2 separate regions of the Canis lupus genome follow, and region 2 is linked to region 1. The links are chromatin contacts, called in public Hi-C maps. All regions are on one chromosome and are shown on one strand. Each heading gives the region's core, a stretch centred on a gene start, on an enhancer-like site or on the middle of the called end of the contact. The rest is flanking DNA. Distances are from core to core; before and after follow the strand shown.

Region 1 (4,010 bases), core at 1,040-3,539:
TGTACCCTTTTTGCTTCATAAAGCAAGAGAGGTTCCTCCAAGATAGCTCCCTTCTCCCATGGACCAGGCCCCTCAGCTTGGCTTTGCTCCAGCCCACACTAGGCCAATGACCCGCTCTCAAGGAGTCAGAGGGAGGTTCTCTGTTTGAGCTGTGATTGGAACAAACAAGAGGCAACAAACTTGGGGGCACCTGGGTGCCTCAGCTGGCTAAGCATCTGCCTTCTGCTCAGGTCATGGTCCTGGGGTCCTGAGATCGAGCCCCATGCTCGGCTCCCTGCTCAGCAGATAGTCTGCTTCTCCCTCTCCCGCCTCTCACTAGTGCTCTCTCTCAAATAAATAAGTCTTAAAAAAAAAAAAAGAAGAGGAAACAAACTTGTATAAAGTACCTCGATGTGCCACGTTTAGTGCTGGGGCTTTGCTGTTACTTTAGCTGCACGCAACAGGTGAGGAAATGGTGGTTCAGAGAGGTCCTCTGACTTGCCCAAGCCCACACAGCCTGGAAGCAGAGTCACTTCAGTGTAAACCCAGGTACTCGGGTTCCAAAGCAGGTGCACTTCTCACTGCACCACATGGCTGATTACCTGCAAGGGGGGATTGTTTTCTGTTGTTCCATTAAACAATTTTCTGAATTGTAAAGACATATAACATAAAATGTACTGTGGGCGGGGGAGGCACAGTTTAAGTCAGTGTTGCCCTTCTCAGCCAAAAGATGACCTAGGGAGAACTTATTACTCCAAGTGGCCTAGTGTCCTGGCAAACAGCCGTGAGGTCCCATTCATTCATTCTCTAAGGTCCATTCATTCACTCAGCATATATTTATTGAGCCCCCGACGGGTGCCAGGCGATCGATGCTCAAGGCAGGGCCCAGTGTTTAAGGTCATTCTCGGGGTTGACTCTGTGCCTGCCCAGCCCCAAGAGGGAACACCATCCTCAGTCCTGTGCCCAGGAGCCTATCTTAGTCCCTCTTGGTCACTCTAGTTCCAGCAGAGCCCTGGGCAAAGAGCAAGTTCAAGATCAAGGAGAGTCTAGATAAATGGCAGAGTCCCGGTCCGGCCAGAGCAGGAACTCCCAATGCACGGTCCCTGAGAAATGATTCTGGCAACAAAGGGACTTAGGGGCACTTAGTGCAATGATGTACAACGTGCCTAATCACTGCTCCGGGGTGGGGGTAGGGGTGGGGGTGGGGGAGGGAGTCCCCAGTGCAGAGACGGAGGTCAGACGCCAGTACACACCAACACTGCACGTCTACCTATGGACAGTGTTCTTTTTTTTCTAAGATTTCATTTATTTAGGGACGCCTGGGTGGCTCAGCGGTTGGGTGTCTGCCTTCAGCTCAGGGCATGATCCTGGGATCGAGTCCCACATCAGGCTCCCTGCATGGGGCCTGCTTCTCTGCCCGTGTGTCTTTCTCTCTCTGTCTCTCATGAATAAATATTTGAGTGAGAGAGAGATAGGAAGAGAGCATAAGCGGGGGTAGAGGGAGAGGGAGAAGCAGGCTCCTGCTGAGCAGGGACGTGGGGCTCGATCCCAGGACCCTGGGATCATGACCTGAGCCCCCGGGCGCCCCGTATGGACGGCATTCTGGAGGGAACAGTGGGGTGCCCTGTAGGGGGTAACCAGGATCAGGACCGCCTCTCGGGGCCGTGATGTTTAGGCTGGCCAGCCCCTCAGAGGCCTCCCCCACCTTCCAAAATGTCCTTCTAGGGGGCAGCCCGGGTGCCCGGCGGTGTAGCGCCGCCTGCAGCCCCGGGCCTGCTCCTGGAGACCCGGGATCGGGTCCCGCGTCGGGCTCCCCGCGTGGAGTGGAGCCTGCTTCTCCCTCTGCCTGTGCCTCTGCCTCTCTCTGTGTGTCTCGTGAATAGGTAAATAAAATCTTTAAAATAAAATCCTCTAAAAAAAATAGGTGAGATAAAACGTCCTCGGAATCACCTGCGGCCTCCCGTCCTGCAGCCTGGGGCGGTCGCCGCTGTGTCCTTCGTCCGTGATCACCTTTTAAGAGGACGCTTCTTCACGTTCCCTCCTAAGAACCGGAGTCGCCCCGGGGCCTGACCGACGCGGCCCGAGCCCTGAGGCCAGAGGGCGCCGGGGCCCCCAGGAGCGCGGGCACGGGGACGCGGCCTCCCGGCCCGCAGACGACCGCCACTCCCAGGAAACGCCCGCCCCGGAAGCGGAAGTGCGTCGGCGGGCGGTGGGCGCACTGCGTTCTGGGAGGTGTAGTCCATGGAGGCCGAAGAGTCCGTGAGAGCTGTGCATTTTGGGAAAGGTAGTTTTCGAGGGATCTGAGCGCCCTAGGCGGGAGCCGAGGTGATGCCTAACGCGACGGCGGCGGGGGGGGGGGGGGGGGGGGGGGGCGGCGCCAACAATTGTTAGATTAAGAGCGAATACGTGGGACTTGTTTTTGTCTCTCCCAGCTACCAACACGCAGAGGGGCGGAGAATAAGACCTATAGCGCGCTTTTGTGATGGCAAGCAGGCCTGAGTTGCCTGTTCCTCATTCAGACGAGTAAACCAGCTGCGTAGCCTCCCTGAACCTCTGTTTCCTTATCTGTGAAATGGGCAAATTGATCATTCTTGCTTGGCAGGCCTGATAACATCCATCGAACACCCATCAAACACCGTTGCTTTAACAAATCCCTCCTCCCTTCGAATCCGAGCGTACAGAGCACATGGATGTTTTTGTAACCAAGAGTAAGGATGGGGCTCCGGGGGCACCTGGGTGACTCGGTTGGTTCAGGATCTGCCTTCCTCTCAGGTCATGACCTCCAAGTCCTGGGATTGGGGGCACAGGCCGTGATCCCGTGGTCCTGGGGTCCCGGGATCCAGCCCCAAGGCAGAGTCCTGGCTCTGCGGAGTCTGCGGCTTCCTGGCCCTCTGCCCCTCCCCCTAGCGTTCATTCTCTCTCAAATAGATAAATGGGGGCAGCCCCGGTGGCCCAGCGGTTTAGCGCCGCCTTCAGCCCAGGGTGTGATCCTGGAGACTCGGGATCGAGTCCCACATCAGGCTCCCTGCATAGGGCCTGCTTCTCTGCCTCTCTCTCTCTCTGTCTCTCATGAACAAATGAATAAAATCTTATAAATAAATAAATAAATAGACGATAGCAAGGCCTCCAGTATCTTGTAAGTCCTCCTTAGCATATGGAAATCCCTTTGAAATCTCCCTTTTTGCTTGCTTCCCCCAGCCGTTGGGTATATAATCAGCCACCCCTCACAGGCCCAGGGCAGCCGCTCTTCCTGCCCACGGGTCCTGTCCCCAGGCTTTAATAAAACCACCATTTTGCACCAAAGACGTCTCAAGAATTCTTCGTTGGTTGTTGGCCCCGGACCTCACCTAAAACTTCATCATGGGGAGGTTTGATTGTGGTTATATATTGGCTAATAGCATGGTATCACTGTTGACTCTCCTGAGTGTGATCACTGAATTGTGGTTATGTGGAAGAGTGTCCTCCTTAGTAGACACCTGCTGAACTAACTCTGAGCTCTTGGACAGTTTAGAAAAAAAGAGAAACGGAGGAAAGGATATATTAATAATTGGTGAATCCAAGTTTTAAAATATGGTTGTTCGTGTTCCTCCTCTTGTAACTAAAAAGTAGGCACGAAAAAAAAAAACAAAAAAAACAAGGAAGCTCCATAGCACTGATGAGGGGGAAAGCTTCTATAAACATTGGCAAGATTCTTTTTTTCAAAGCAAGATGCAGAGGTGGAAATACACAAAACACCCAGACAGAAGACCCAAGAAAGAGGAGACAAAGGCTGCCTCTGGGACAAGGACCTGGGGAAGGGATGAGGAGTGGAAAAGAGACTTGCTTCTCACACTTACCCTTTTAGAGCTTTTTTTTTTTTTTTTTTTAAAGATTTTATTTATTCATGAGAGACACGGGGAGGGAGAGAGAAAGAGAGAGGCAGAGACACAGGCAGAGGGAGAAGCAGGCTTCCTCCAAGGAGCCCGATGTGGGACTTGATCCGGGATCCTGGGATCACACCCTGAGCCAAAGGCAGATGCTTAACCTAACAT
Region 2 (4,010 bases), core at 603-3,102, 430 kb before region 1:
TGGCTTTTAGAAATTGCTGCCAACGAAGGGAAGATATTCTCAGAGTACAAAGCAACGGAGGCAACAGCTAAACATTTTGTTATGATGCTGTGAGCCAGCAATTCCACTCCTGGGTGCAAACCCAACAGAAATATGTACATATGCACACCAAAAGACATGCATTCATATGTTCACAGCTGCACGATTTGTAATTACCCAAATGGAAAAGCATTCGAAAGGACTACCAACACTAGAATAGATAAGTAAACTGAGGAATGTCCATACAATGGAATCATACACAGGAATGAGAAACAAGAAATCACAGTTATACACAACAATATGGATAAATCTGAAAAAAGTACTATTGAGAGGATGTCAGATACAAAAGAGAGTACACTTCATGATTCCATTTCTAGAAGTTTCTAACAGGTCACACTGATCAATAGTGGTAGGAATCAGTACCCTTGGGAGCCTGTGGAAGATTCCTGGGCGACTGGTCATGTTTTGTTTCTTGGTCTGAGTGCTGGTTACATAGGTGTGTTCACCATATAGAAGTTAACTAAGCTCTGGTTTTGTGTGTGTGTAGTTTTTTGCATGTATCTTATGCTTCAATAGAAAATTTAAAAATTAGTTTAAGACACTGTGACTCACTGATCTGTACATGCTGCTCGGTAGTTGATATTAATGGGATGCAGCTGTTCTTTAAAAAATAAAATGGAGAAGAAGCTCCCCTCCCCCCCTTTTTTTATCTTTGCTTATAATGTCCAATTGTTAGGAATACCAAGGTCTGGGTCATTTTGTTAATGTCACTCACAAGTTGCTAGCCATCTTGGTAGATGAAGCCCCCGACCAGATCAGGCAGTGTGGTGGAATGGAAAGGCTAAGGAAGCTTCCTCCATCACCTGCATGACCTAATGTCTCAGCGCCCTTGTCCATGCAGTGAGGCGACAGCCATTCCTGGCTGGGTCATCATAGGGTTTACATGAGACTATGGCTGAGTAAGTACCTGGCATGTAATAGATTCAAATATTTGGTTGGTTTTTTTTTGTTTGTTTGTTTGTTTGTTTTTTTGTATAATAGGATGACATTTATCCTACTTAGCCTCTTAAAAATACCATCTACTTCTATGTAATATGAAAGTAATGGCAACAGTTACCCATTTCTAAGAATCAACTCTGTGCCAGTTCTTTTCTTCTTTGTAGTCCCATTTAGCCCTTAAAATTACCCAGTGACTATTAGCAACACTTGGAATAATATTAACAATCACATATCATGTACTGGAATGGCCTGAAGATTCTTATATATCCCCTGTCATGGATGCACGTCACCCAGAGTCTGCCCTTCAAGACTGAGGGCTGCATCCCCCAGCACTCTGGCATGTAAGTGGCGGAGGGCTCACAGCTGAATCTATCTCCCCTTTAGCCAAAGGGAGCTGCCTCCCCTAAGATGTCATCCTGCATCCAATGGCAGCCCAATGCCAGAGTACAAAGGTTCTGCTCTCTTTTCTCAATAGAGACAGGTCCCCCAGCTCTAGAGTTCTCTGTAGGGATTGGAGGGGCCTGGATTGCTAGTGCATCCCAGTCCACCTTCTGCCCCTGCTCCATCCTGGTATCCCGCAGGAAACCTGCTGCACCCCAAAACAATTTTCTGGTACCCAAACTACATATTCTCTTAAAAACAATTTCTCTAAACTGGCTGGCATCAAGGCTCTTCATCAGTAGACCCCTTCTGAGTTTTCTAGCATCATTTTTCATACTCTCCACACACCCCTGAACTCCCGTTGTAGTAAGCTGCTCTGTGTTATGGGAGGAAGTTACACCCTTTGACATCCTTGACTTCATTTTCTCTACTTCCACTGCTCCTGCCTGATTCCCCTGAAAGACTTCAGTCTTTTGTGACCATCACCTTCCACATAATTCCTTTGATCCTCCCAACATCCTATGTATATCTAGGCCACTCTAATTTTTGTGTTGTCTTGAGAATTATCAATTTCCAGTGAAATCCCCTCCTGCAGACTCAGCTATGTGCAGAGGCAGCTCTGAACAGACCCAAGAACGACAATTCCCAGATCTGTCGGTAGGTGGTGCTGCGTTACCCAACGCTGGACAAGGACAAAGTTCACCTTAGCGAATTGTCCCGTAAGGCACATAATTAATTTCAGAAACCTAGAAAGTTTTTCCCATAACAAACAGTAAAGCAAAACAGCCTGACGTTCAAATGAACACAAGACATGGGGAGGGCAAGGCAAGAAGGAGCTTCTAAAGGAGAAATCCTTTGACTTTTATTATACTGTTTCTATTTGAGATTGGATTCCCCCCATCAGCTCATGTGATTTGTCTACAACAGAGCAGAAGTGTCTGATTTAGGTCTTAGCTTAACAAGGAGTTAAGCAAAAGAAGGGTTCTGTACAAACACATAAAAGCACGGGGACGTTCACACAAGGTATGTTACTTCTCTGTACTTAAAATTCATGCCATTTTTAATCTCATATTCTACCTGAGGTTGCTAGTGCTGGTAAGTATCAGAAATTTCTGTCCGAAAGCTAACAAAAATGATAGAAGAAGGTGGGCAGGTAGTTTTAAGGTCCAACAAGTTTTTAAAAATTAGATGAAATTGGACGATTTGAGAGGCGTGATGGCAGAGGGTATCACCATCTATTTCTTTTGGAGAGAAAAAAAACAAAAACAAAAACAAATCCCAGTGGCTTTGGCTTCAAGTTAATGCCCAGAGGGATTGCAAGTGTAAAACACTGATTATTGTTTCTCTTTGATTATAAAAAAAAAAAAATTAATCACAAAGAATCCAGAGAGCAAGATGACAAACACCCTTCACCTCACCATCCAGAGTTGACAAATACTGACATTTTGTCCCACATGCTCCCATTTTTAGCTACTGTTTGTTTATTACTGGAATGTCCTTGTGTAACTGAAGGTCTTAGCAGGGTTACTGACAGTCAATTTTGATTAATGCCAAATGCAAGTTGTCTAAAATTTGGGGACTGGAAGATTGTGTAGCTGAGCATTTATTGTTTATTCAATGAAATGATAGCAAGCAAGAAGAAACCTGCAGAGCAAGGCCGTGGCTATTTGTGTCACTTAAACATTTTCTTCCCCAAATCATCTTCACATGTAATTTCTCATTTTACTCCATGAAACTATCAAGGCCATCCATATAAATGTGACAGGGAAGGAAATGGAAACCCAAGACCAGGGATCGTCTTGCACGTGTTAGCAGCAGCTAGGACTAGAAGAACCTTAGCTTCCGGACATGCCATTTTATTTGGCAGCATGGCAGGATGTGTGAGACTTCAGAGTACCATTGGGTTTGAAACTAGCGTACACTGGGGCAGATCTGGGCCATACACAAGGCTGGCCCTCTCTTGGCCTCACCCCACTCAGGGCTTCTAGCAATGCCGAGATTGCACGGGGCTAGATTTGGACCCCCTGGCTCCCACAAGGTAGAGCTACACGTATTTTGGAGTTAGGAGAGGGGCTTATGGGCCTCTATGATTTCCCTGGGAATTCATGTTGAACTGAGGACCCCTGTAAGAAGCCCCCAAACCCAATGAGGATCTGGAAATTCTGAAACATTTGGGGGCACCCTGCAGAGCAGAATGGAGCTTACCCCAGACCCAGGTAGGACTTTGAAATGTTATGAATTGGGTTCGGCTACTATCAGGTTGGGGAAGCTCTGGCCCCTAGAGGATGCAGAGTACAGGCTGCATCCTGTGTAATCCACCAGGGGCTTCAGAGCCTCAGCTTTGATGCCAGACAATCCTGGCTTGCACCACCATGCTGCCACTCACGAGCTGCATAGCTTGGGCAGTGCTGCTATATACCTCTGAGCTTCATTTGTTTTGTCTGTAAAAACAAGATGATAATTACCTAGCTCAACACCATCTAATAGAACTACAATGTGAGACATACAGAAATACAGTGTATGTTCTGATAGCCATATTGAAAAAGTAAGAGTAAGTCAAATTAATTTTAATACCTTATTTTCTTTAACCCAATATATCCAAAATACTTTCA

What was found. A called contact is a pair of places that touch in the nucleus more often than the background predicts.
Region 2: a contact with region 1 is called in a Hi-C map of blood, with 6 times the contacts expected there. The contact joins the enhancer-like site here to the promoter of PLCG2 in region 1. A contact is called at or near these places in 3 of 9 Hi-C or Micro-C datasets (amygdala and blood).

What each region holds. Positions count from the first base shown.
Region 1 is chr5:70,792,014-70,796,023 of UU_Cfam_GSD_1.0, reverse strand. PLCG2 (1-phosphatidylinositol 4,5-bisphosphate phosphodiesterase gamma-2) reads left to right here and starts at 2,289. Exons shown (of 35, transcript XM_038538196.1): 1 at 2,289-2,304. LOC102154738 (a long non-coding RNA gene) reads right to left here and starts at 2,159. Exons shown (of 4, transcript XR_005360025.1): 1 at 1,930-2,159; 2 at 387-581.
Region 2 is chr5:71,225,468-71,229,477 of UU_Cfam_GSD_1.0, reverse strand. No RefSeq gene overlaps it. Among named protein-coding and RNA genes, the nearest start is that of PKD1L2, 16 kb to the left of the region's middle. Within about 2 kb of position 1,852, at least 1 of the 20 cell types and tissues checked has an H3K27ac peak or open chromatin away from gene starts, as enhancers often do. A contact at or near this core is called in blood, where this site is marked.